3 separate regions of the Pan troglodytes genome follow, and regions 2 and 3 are each linked to region 1. The links are chromatin contacts, called in public Hi-C and capture Hi-C maps. All regions are on one chromosome and are shown on one strand. The core of a region is the stretch at or near the end of the contact, and the rest is flanking DNA. Distances in the headings are between cores, read along the strand shown.

Evidence for each region. A called contact is a pair of places that touch in the nucleus more often than the background predicts. Capture Hi-C pulls out chosen DNA fragments and counts their contacts.
Region 2: a capture Hi-C map of stem cell-derived neural stem cells shows a contact between it and region 1, with 5 times the contacts expected there. The contact joins two enhancer-like sites. A contact is called at or near these places in 5 of 7 Hi-C or Micro-C datasets (induced pluripotent stem cells, a lymphoblastoid cell line, lymphocytes and 1 more) and 1 of 1 other capture datasets (stem cell-derived neural stem cells).
Region 3: a Hi-C map of stem cell-derived neural progenitor cells shows a contact between it and region 1, with 3 times the contacts expected there. The contact joins the promoter of MALT1-AS1 here to the enhancer-like site in region 1. A contact is called at or near these places in 2 of 7 Hi-C or Micro-C datasets (induced pluripotent stem cells and stem cell-derived neural progenitor cells) and 1 of 1 datasets of contacts at active chromatin or transcription factors (stem cell-derived excitatory neurons).

The regions. Positions count from the first base shown.
Region 1 is chr17:68,599,138-68,602,626 of NHGRI_mPanTro3-v2.0_pri, forward strand. ALPK2 (alpha kinase 2) reads right to left here. Exons shown (of 13, transcript XM_016933807.4): 5 at 1,399-3,489. Among named protein-coding and RNA genes, the nearest start is that of MIR122, 84 kb to the left of the region's middle. Within about 2 kb of position 1,649, at least 3 of the 24 cell types and tissues checked have an H3K27ac peak or open chromatin away from gene starts, as enhancers often do. A contact at or near this core is called in a lymphoblastoid cell line, stem cell-derived neural progenitor cells and stem cell-derived neural stem cells, where this site is marked.
Region 2 is chr17:68,818,135-68,821,623 of NHGRI_mPanTro3-v2.0_pri, forward strand. No RefSeq gene overlaps it. Among named protein-coding and RNA genes, the nearest start is that of MALT1-AS1, 84 kb to the left of the region's middle. Within about 2 kb of position 1,682, at least 3 of the 24 cell types and tissues checked have an H3K27ac peak or open chromatin away from gene starts, as enhancers often do. A contact at or near this core is called in a lymphoblastoid cell line and stem cell-derived neural stem cells, where this site is marked.
Region 3 is chr17:68,734,602-68,738,090 of NHGRI_mPanTro3-v2.0_pri, forward strand. MALT1-AS1 (MALT1 antisense RNA 1) reads right to left here and starts at 1,573. Exons shown (of 2, transcript XM_009434076.3): 1 at 1,397-1,573; 2 at 1-736. The coding sequence starts at 1,573. The coding sequence ends at 539. It overlaps MALT1 (MALT1 paracaspase), which reads left to right and starts at 1,572. Exons shown (of 17, transcript XM_523938.9): 1 at 1,572-1,780. The coding sequence starts at 1,572.

The DNA.
Region 1 (3,489 bases), core at 399-2,898:
TTCATTCTATTTAATTTTTTTTTTTTTGAGACAGGGTCTCGCTCTGTTGCCCAGGCTGGAGTGCAGGTGGAGTGTGGTGGTGTGATCACAGCTCACTGTAGCCTCGACTTTCTGGGGTCAGGTGATTCTCCTTCCTCAGCCGCAGAGTAGCTGGGACTACAGACGTGCGCCACCATACCCAGCTAATTTTTTGTATTTTTCGTAGAGATGGGGTTTCGCCATGTTGCTCAGGCTGGTCTCAAACTCCTGGGCTTAAGCAATCCTCCTACCTCGGCCTCCCAAATTGCTGGGATTACAGGTGTGAGCCACAATGCCGAGCCATTCTCTTTAAATATGCTTTAAAATATAGATGCTAATAAACTGATGGGATACTTCCAAACTCTTCAGAAGGCAGTTTTGTCTTTAAACCTTTCTGCAACAGGGGTTAGGACCCATTTGATGGGATGGGAATAACAAACGCCAGCCTCAAAGTCTAAGGACTCAGGTTAAGAGAGGAGAAAATTCTTCCCTTCTGATCAAACAGCCATCCATAGCTTTTCGCTCCAGAGCACACAGGCCACTGTAGCTTGCTGCAATATTTTCTCTTCTGACTTCTACCAGGGTGTGTGGGGAGGGAAGAAGAGCTCTGAAATAAAACAGGCTAAAATTTGGTCTATACATGGAATTTGGGACTGAAATGATTCCTTAGACAAAGTAGAATTAACTGCAATTTCAGGACTTTTTTTTTTTTTAACAGCATCATAGGTAGAGGTTGATCAAGGACTTTTGAGGCTCGAGTGGTCTGAAACCTAGAACAGAGACCTCAGAGGACTTTAGATTTAGATAAATGGGAAGGGTGAGTTGAAAAGAAATGTTACACTCAAATTTGGAAGAAAAACCAAGGTTCAAGGAAGTTATTTTTAATGAAAAATCAGTGATTAAAGAGGAGAATCCCAATTTGTACCAAAATATTCATTTCCACAAATCCTGCTTAGTGCATGGTCTATTTCATTATACTAATTAGCTACATTGATTAATGCTTCTGTTTATATTTTTAAATAGATTTTGTAAAAGAGGATAATTAAACGGAAAAGCACCTTCATCACATTCCCCTCCAACAGACATGCCTACAGGCGGCCTTTATCAATGGTTCTCAGTTGTGGTTCTCCCGATAGATCACCTGGGAACTTGTTAGAAGTGCAAATTTCACACACAGGGGGAGGGGAGCAATCTGGGTTTTAACAAGCCCTCCAGGTGATTCTGATGCCACATGCTGAAGCCACTTGGCCACAACCATAGCATCAATGCCCACCTGGGGGACACTGGCCTTAATTGCAAAGGACCCTCGAGGACACAGGAACTGGATACCTGGTCTACAAGCCCAAACTTTAACAATGATGGACAGCAACAGAGCCTCACCTCTTCCTTCTCTTTTGCAAGATGGCTTTTTTGGGTCTTGTTTCTCTTCTGTGTGTGATAATGATGTTTCGAGTTTGGGCATCTTTTTAAGAAAGGCTGAGTTCTTTCTGATATTTTCCTTTTCTTCCAGTTTCAGCCTCAGGGCTGCCACCCTGGACAAAATTTTCTTCTTTACTCCCTCAGCTAAATGTCCACTGCCTGGGGCTTCTGGCTTCCTCTTGACCTCCTCTGACCCCATCACTGCTGTGAGGGCCCCTGGCGATTTGCCTGCTCGGGCTTCCAGGGACTTCTCTCTCTCCCTGGACTTTTTCACACAGCCGAGGGTGCCCTTTTGACATGGATCCTGCAGTAACTTAGGGGCTTTCTCTAACTCACGTTCTCCTGAAATAAATGCCAAGCTCTTCGCTGAGGAGCTAGATGAGCTTGGGGGTTTGGTTTCCCCAATTTGAAGCACCTCTATTTTAGGTTCCTCCATTTTGTGGCTTATCAAAAAGTCTGTGACATTTCCTTCAGGAGATGAAGTACAAGGGAACCTGGTAAGATCAGGAGAAGAGGGCAAAGGTTTCCCACGCTCATTCTCAATAGTTCCCCTTTTCTGTGAAACAGGAAACACATACTGACGCTTTCTGGGCTCAACTATGTCATTTTCAGGGACGTCATGAATTTGGCCTGTGGAGTTGTGCGTGTCAACCCCAAGAGAAGCATGAGTCATTATTGGAAGACAGCTAGAAAGAGGTGAAGTGGGGGAAATCAATTCTGCTTTGTCCTTTTTGCTTTGCTCAGCCTCCCCTAAGCTCCCATCACTGCTTTCTTGTATTTGGCCTATGCTACATCCACTTGGAATTCTTTGACCGCCTTCGCTGGGTTGCAGGACTTGCCAAATGGCAGTTTTTGCCTCCTCAGGTTGAATTTGTTCAGCCTCCTGCTTCATACTGCCTTCTTGGCTTCTGCTGATTCTATTTTCACTCAGAATGGTTCCCTGGAGACATGGAACTTGCAAAATGGCCGGCTGGATTTCCGCTTCGTGGCCCATGTTTCCGTCATTTGATTGACCCCCTTCTCTGGCGCCCTGTGGTGTGGTTTCAGAGGGCTCTGGTTTTCCAGCCCTGGTGTACTCTGTCACACTTATCTCATCAATGGGATCTACAGAGGACTCTAGGATTTTAGGGCAGGTCAGAAACTTTTTAAAGAAGGCAGTGTGATCCATCTTGAGTTGTTTTTCCTCCTGGTCTTGACTCACATTGTTAACATTTTCCTTCCCTCCAGTTTCAGAAGCCGCTGACAGTGAATCTGTGACAGATAACTCCTTTTCATCTACAGGGTCCACGGATGACTCCAGGAGTCTGGGTTGGCTGAAACCCCGGGAAGAAAGACTTCTCCAGTGTACACTGATGGTGGGCTCTTCGCCTTTATGGCTTTCTCTGCTATTAGCAAGGGCTGAGTCAGCATCCTCTGGACTGTGAGCCAATGCTGCTATTTCAGAGGGGGCCAATTCAGGCACAACAGCATCTGCCTTTAGACTATCAGGTACAGCCCAGACCTTGTCAGGAATTATGAGACCACCATCTGATGCCTTGCTCTCAGAATTTGTCAGTTGTCGTGGTGGCCAGATTTCAGAAGCGGAAGCCTCTAGAGTTATAATCTTCAGCTTGTTGCCTGCCTCCCAATTTCCAGGTCTATATTCTTTAGACTCTTCCAAAAGGATATCAGAGAGAGATGGAACGTTGCTCAGAGCCTGACTGTCTTCTTCCCCAGCAGTTTCAGCCACCACGGAGACCCTCGTCCCCCAACCTGAGCGCTGCCCTGCTCCTTCCCTAGAGCTTGCTGGTGAGTGGGCCGTGGGCACCAAGTTTCTTTCCTCTTGTGCAGCAGATGTCGTAGGCAAACTTTGTTGGAAATCAGGTGCAGAAAGAGAACCCTGCTGGGACAGGCTCTGCTGCTGGAGCCCCTGCTTTGTTTCACTTCCTCTTTCTTGGAAATTCTCTTCATAGCTCCTAAAGTCTGCTCTGTCCACAGTCTGGCTCTTATCTCCAGACAGGTTATCAACCTGAAGAGGGGAATTACTGCAGAAACCCTCTCCCTCTGGGAGCT
Region 2 (3,489 bases), core at 432-2,931, 220 kb after region 1:
GTTTTTTTGTTGTTGTCTTTTGAGTCTCACTTTGTCTCCCAGGCTGTAGTGCAGTGGCACGTCTTGGTTCGCTGCAACCTCCGCCTCCCAGGTTCAAGCGATTCTCGTGCCTCAGCCCCCTGCATAGCTGGCATTACAGGCACACACCACCACGCCCAGCTAATTTTTGTAGTTTTAGTAGTATCTACTAAAATGGGTTTTCACTGTGTTGGCCAGGCTGGTCTCAAACTCCTGACCTCAAGTGATCTGCCTGCCTCGGCCTCCCAAAGTGCTGGGATTACAGGCGTGAGCCACCATGCCCGGCCGGCAGTGTATATCTTCTAAAGTTGCAATTTTTATTCACTCCAGAATCACTTTTCAAAAAGCATGCAGATTTAATGCCACCAGTTTGTGTTATGTATCTATCCCGCAAAACAGCTCTAAAGGTAATTTACTAAAAGATTAACAGCATTTATCTCTGGTGGGATAATTTTTCTTTGCTTGTTTACCTGTATCTTGCAGATTTTACACAGTGAACAATGACTGTATAATTTTAATATACAGATATGCACAATTGTGTAATGTAAATATGCTCAGCTTCAATACATTTGTTTTAAGAACACATTTTTAACTTTTCGTAAGGAGTCTTCAGTTTAGAAGTACAGTGTCATTACAGAGTGCTTATTCTGTTACAAAATTAGTAAAGCTGATTCTGCCTCTAAATCTGAATTCCCACTTTTTTTCATCATGCTTGAGTTTAGTTGATAAATAGCATTTTAGATACTAAAAATGATTGGATGAGTATTTCTACATTAATAAGTTGCTAATTAGGCACCAGGGTAGCAGATGGAATGCCTTTCTGTGTGCTAGGTTTAAACATTTTACACACAGTCTTATTTAAAACAGCCTTGCAGTTTATAGATGAACTGATTGTTAGGCTAACCAGAGGTGTTACTATACCCTCCAGGATAACCCAGCTAGTAAGGGCAGAGCCAGGATGATTCAGACCCAGACCAGAGCGGGGTGTTTTGTCCACAGTACTGCTGCTGCTTATACCATAACAGGAAAAGTACACAACAGTGTCTTAATATTTCATTCTTCCATGAAAAACACTTTTAAAATACTGAAACATTATAGGAGCAGAAGTACATCTCTAAATATACTTTTAGGTCACATTGAAAACATTTCCAAAGGATTTGACCTGAAGTTAATGTTGCTACATTATGCTCAATACAGCAGGCTGTTCTGCTAGGGAAATTGTTAATATTTTAAAAATATTTTCCTAAGCTTTAGTTTTACCACTTCGAAGTCTGTACAGACTGGTTATTTCTACATTACAAAGACAGTGACTCCCTCAAAGGCTGACAGTTTTTATAGTCTGTGTTTATGACATAAACATCTATTCTTGCCAGATGTGGGTTCCTACATTGCCATCTAACCTCAGCATTCTTTATGTTATGCTCCAACTTGGGTAAGCGGCTTTGTTTCCTTCCCAATCTCCTGGTCAGACAGTTGACCTCACATCTTTGTCTAGTGGTTTTCAAACGTCAGAGTAGCCCCTTGTTGGAGCGGCAGCCTTGGGGTTCCCCACTGTTTTCCACATTGCCTTTCCAGGTAAGCTTTGGTCTGCGTTAAACCCCGCCGTTTGCTTTGAGATTCTCCCCCCACACAGCCGTACCCCACACCAGCTGGGCGCCTTTGGGAGACCGCAGCCCTTAGAAAAGGGGAAGAAAAGCTTCCTGACTGCACAGTGAGGGCTGGAGGCGTCTGGCCTGGAGGGAGTCCAGGCCACTGGACTCCACACTGTCAGCCAGTGTGAGCTGCTGGTGACAGGGAAAGGCCATATGAGCAGGTCCTGACCTGCAGTTCGGGCCCCTGGAGCAAACAGCACCAAACTTGGCCCCCAAATCAGCTTTGTCATTCAAGATGTGGCTTGCTAGCAGGTGTTATTAACAAGGCGAAGCACCATGTGGTATCTTCCCATTGGAATCAGTTGTTATTGCTAACTAGGTATTAAGTGTCTGAAAACCTGGTTTTGTACTTTGGCATCACCTGGCCCAGTTATAGCTTTGTGGGGGATACAGTTTCAAGGTGTGCAGTGGCACTCTCACCTGCAAGGGAGAAGTGTGCTTGTTGGGGGAAGGTCAGATAGGGGGTACACAGGGTTGGCATGCTGAGACACGCTCTTCCTGGAAGTATACGTGCAGAAAGCCACATCATAGCCCAAGGCTTTATGAGCACAAAAGGAACACGGGGTGGGGCGGGGAGGGGATCGTCTAGATGAACCTGATGGTTAATGACAGCAGGCTAAGATGAGCCAAATGTCCCTCTCATTGGCCAACCTTGCCAGTGAGGCTGAATGCTTCCAAGCTAAGAGTGAGTCTCTCTGTCCTGGACAGCACTTACAGGACCCTGCCAATGTCTGCTGCCCGAGGTGCTTTCTGACAGTTTGCTTTAGCTACAGTAATTCATTTACTCAGCTCGCAGACTTGCCTTGGAGCCATTCTAGCTATGTAAGCTGACTTCACACTCAGGCCTGACCCACGGTGTGACTCGCAAAATTACCTTTTCTGGCATTTTCGTGTCCTGGCCCCTTGTTGGCAGCATGTGGCCAACACTGGCCACCAAGGTCCAAGCTAGACTGGCCAACAGAGAGTGGAGGGCTGAGGGCTGTGGAAACCACAACCATTATTAGATAGGATTGATTCTGCCTGTAGACTGAAAAGAACGTCACCAAATGATGTCGAGAAGGAGGATAAGGAAGACCATTCCATGATGCTCTGCTCGGCTGAGCTACCCTGTAGGCAGGCCCCTGCTGAGGAGAGGCAGGAGAAGGGATGTCTTCAGGTGAGCCAATGGGAGCAGCTGGCTTTCAAAATGCCACTTAAAAGGGAGGCTGGCTATTGGCCTACACTGCACAGAAGCTTCCTGACCAGATGCCACAGGGCCTGGGGTCACCAGCAAGCCTAGAGCTGAGACTTCCTGAGCCCATCTCCAAATAGATAATCCAAGTGGGGCTGTGAGAGGACAGTGGAGCAGTGCGGGACCTAGTCCTGGAGGACTCACCCGCTCCCCAAAGGGTATGTGATCCATGCCCCAGGCCAGTGCTGCTGGCTGAATGTGAGGAAGCTTGGACTCCATTCCTCAGGAGCCGAGGCACTTCAGCAGGAAGGCTGGGGACCTCTGGGGCCAGCACTAGGGGCAGAGCAATAGACGAGACTAGAGGGCAGAGGGCACGTGGGAGCTAAGCCTGGGAAGATGGGCGGGGAAGCTGCCACAAAGCTGGGTCCAACCCAAAGGCTTCAGGGGCAAGTCTGCCACCCCAGCCAGCATTGGGTTTCTCCAAGTCCCTCTCCTTTCGGGGCTGTGTCATTTACCAATTCCTAAAGGGGACCTCAGAGACTAGCTCACCGGCCATCTCTCTCACTGCATCCTCCCTGGTCCCCTCAACAGGAAGCCACCTAGAGACAGAGAACAGTGCTTTCTGTGTGCATTTCACCCAAAAACGCA
Region 3 (3,489 bases), core at 323-2,822, 140 kb after region 1:
AATATTTGTACAGTAATTGAGGACAAAACAGGAAGGCACCTGAAGTGGTTGGGAAAGGCTTGCCAAGTCAAACTGAGTATGAAACGGCACTTGTATGTGTAAGGGTAATAGCATTTATTGAGTTATCTACGATGTGCCAGTTACCGAGTTAAGTGCTTCACATACATCAACTCCTTTAATTCTGGCAACAACTGTATATAAACTGCATTGTCAGTCCTGTGTTAATAGATGAGGCAGAGAAATTAAGAAACTTATTCAAGCTCCTAACACTTGAATCGATCAGATCTTTCATGCTCTTAGCCATCTCACTGCAGTCTGAATTCTTAACTTATGCTAGAGTGAAGTTTAATGACTGCTTGTGCTAGAATGTGGTGGAGACTGTATGGCGCACCTACCTCGCCAACATGTATAAGAATATAGGTATCCAAATTATTGGTCAGAAAATCCTGCGGCCTTGGGTGATGAAAAGCTAATGGCAACAGAAATTGGGCCAGGAAGCCTCGTGTAGGGAACTACCTGACTGGTCACATTTCGTAAGTTACTTCCTTTTTGTCCCAAACGAAGCCATAGTTTTCAAAGGGATAATGGCCTTGGATGTTGCTAAGATTGGCAGAGAGAGCTCAGGTGTCGTCCATTCCGGATCATTCCAGGGAAAGGCATCCTCTACAGGGTTGCCTGCTTTGATGACGGAGATTGCGGGCGGCAGTCTGACGCGGTGTAAACCAGATGATTCCTGCTAAAAACAATCATTTCCAAGATCTGATTAGCCCTAAATATGCCACAGCTCAGTTTGCAAAGTAGTAATTGTTTAAAAGTCTAGGCAAAGATTTTGGCCAATTCCAACTCAAGTATCCGGATCTCCAGCACTTCTTCCCTCTAGCAATGCCATACACATCTAACCCTAAAACGAGGAAGCGTCCGCTGAGGTTGCCCACTGCAGGATGCTGGTGTGTCGCCGGGCACATGAAAGTCCCTGAGTCAGGGGAGAGCGCCCGCCGGGGACTGCGGGCGGGAGCCGGCGACTGAGAACCGCTTGCCCCGCTCTCTGGCGTGAGTACGCAGGCCTCCTCCCACGGTCTCAGGAAGCCCAGACGCCGCAGGCTTCCCCGCCGTAGAGGAGCTGCCGGGGCGTAATTCCTCCACCGCTTCCTCCTCCAGCTGCACCCACCCGTCCTTTCCTGCTCCGGAGGGCCGGGTTTGAAGCGCGCGCCACGGCCAGCCCGGGAACGCGGGGGAGGGCGAGGGAGGCGCGCAGCCGCACGCACACAGTAGGCAGCCCCGCCCCGCCCCTCGAGGCCCAAGGTCCCGCCCCTCGAGGCTCCGTGCCCCGCCCCCCGGGTGCCCCGCCCCTTTGCGCGGCTGGCGCGGCCAGCCGGCCAGGCTCCCCTCGGCAAACCTGTCTAATTGGGGCGGGGAGCGGAGCTTCCTCCTCTGAGGGCCGTGCCGCGCTGCCAGATTTGTTCTTCCGCCCCTGCCTCCGCGGCTCGGAGGCGAGCGGAAGGTGCCCCGGGGCCGAGGCCCGTGACGGGGCGGGCGGGAGCCCCGGCAGTCCGGGGTCGCCGGCGAGGGCCATGTCGCTGTTGGGGGACCCGCTACAGGCCCTGCCGCCCTCGGCCGCCCCCACGGGGCCGCTGCTCGCCCCTCCGGCCGGCGCGACCCTCAACCGCCTGCGGGAGCCGCTGCTGCGGAGGCTCAGCGAGCGCCTGGATCAGGCGCCCGAGGGCCGGGGCTGGAGGAGACTGGCGGAGCTGGCGGGGAGTCGCGGGCGCCTCCGCCTCAGGTGAGCTCGGGGCCGCGGCAGGCCGGGCGCGCGGGTCGAGCGGGGTGGGCTGCGGTGGGGAGGTGGGGGCGCTGTCGGTGGGGCTGAGCGCGGCGGGGGCCGCCGGCGTGAGTGAGCGGAGGTGGGGAGGACTTCGGTCATTGAGGCGGAGCGGAACCCAGCAGCTCCCCGGAACGCCTGGGGTTTGAGAGCGGGGCCCAGGGCTCTGGAGGGTGGAGGCAAAAGTGGCCCAGCGGCTGCCTCGCTCCCTGTTCCCACCCCCGCCCCTGGTGAAAGGGAGAAGTCGAGGTTGACCCCGGAGGATAGTGAGAGAAGGAAAGCTGTCAGGGGACCCCTAGGATGGGGCAGTCATCCAGAGGACTTAAAATGCAAAAGAAAGGGATGTGGACACTGCTCTGGGAGACCTAAGGAAGGCTGGGAAGAAGCGCAGGCGAGGTGATGAATGCAGAGGGTGGGGTGCAGGAATTCATGAACATTTTGCAAGGTGTTGGGAAAGACTGACGCCGAACTCATCATCTCCCTCCATCAAACCAGGTTACCACGTTCTCTTCTTGACTTCACCATGAACATGAAACTCGAAGTAAAACTATTTTCCTTGTTAGGTTTGGAATGGCTGTATTAGGGTTCCTGAAGTTTTGGTCTCGAGACTCCTTTACCCTCTTAAGAATTATTGAGGACCCCAGAGAGCTCTTATGTGGGTTAGAGATAATACATACATGTAATACATACTGATATTTACCACCTTTGAAATTAAAGCTAAGACATTTAAAAAATATTAATTTATTTAAAAAGAATAACCCATTATATGGTAACAGAAATAATACTTTCGTGGAAAAACAAATTTTCCAAAACAAAAAAGTCTATTAGAGAAGTGGCATTGGTTTTCATTTTGAAGATCTCTTTAATGTCTTGGCTTAATCACAGAGCTGGATTCGTTTATGTGCTTCTGCATTCAGTCTGTCGCACTATTACAGGTCACAGAACGCTGGAAACTGCAGTGTCCACTCCTGAAAGAATGAATGAAAAAGCTAAATAAAGTCTCAATATTATTATGAAAAATCTTTATGACCTTGTGGACCCCGCGAAAGGGTCTCAGGAACTGCACTAGGGGTTCCCAGACCCCACTTAGAACCATTACTTTATACCATTGTTGTAACTTTGGCCTGCCTTTGAACCCCTTAGCAGTTTTTTGAACTTCTCAAATGACAAAGATTTGTCTTACAGTATAATTATTTGTACACATCTTTATAAATGCCTTAAGAACAGAAACTGTCTCTTAATATTCTGTTATGTGTAGAGGTTAGTAAATACTTGATGAGAGGAAAGTCATTCATTCAAAATGGTATTTATTAAGTGCTTATTATTTGCTAGAAATTTTAGAAGATAAAAAACTAACAAATATTCAATTCCTAATCATAAGGGTTTATCCAGGAATGGACTATTATTTGGGGACCTTTACAATAACATATTAAATGCTGTGTTGGGTATGAATGATAATGGATTTTTATCTTTTATTGAGGACATGGTATGTACCATAAAATGTACTAAATGTTTACATGCTGCTGCTGCTGCTTCATTCTTCTTCTTTATTCGTCTTATTTTTGCATTATCTTTTTTTTTTCCAAGATGGAGTCTTGCTCTTTCGCCCAGGCTGGAGTGCAGTGGTGTGATCGTGGCTCACTACAACCTCCACCTCCCAGGTTCAAGCA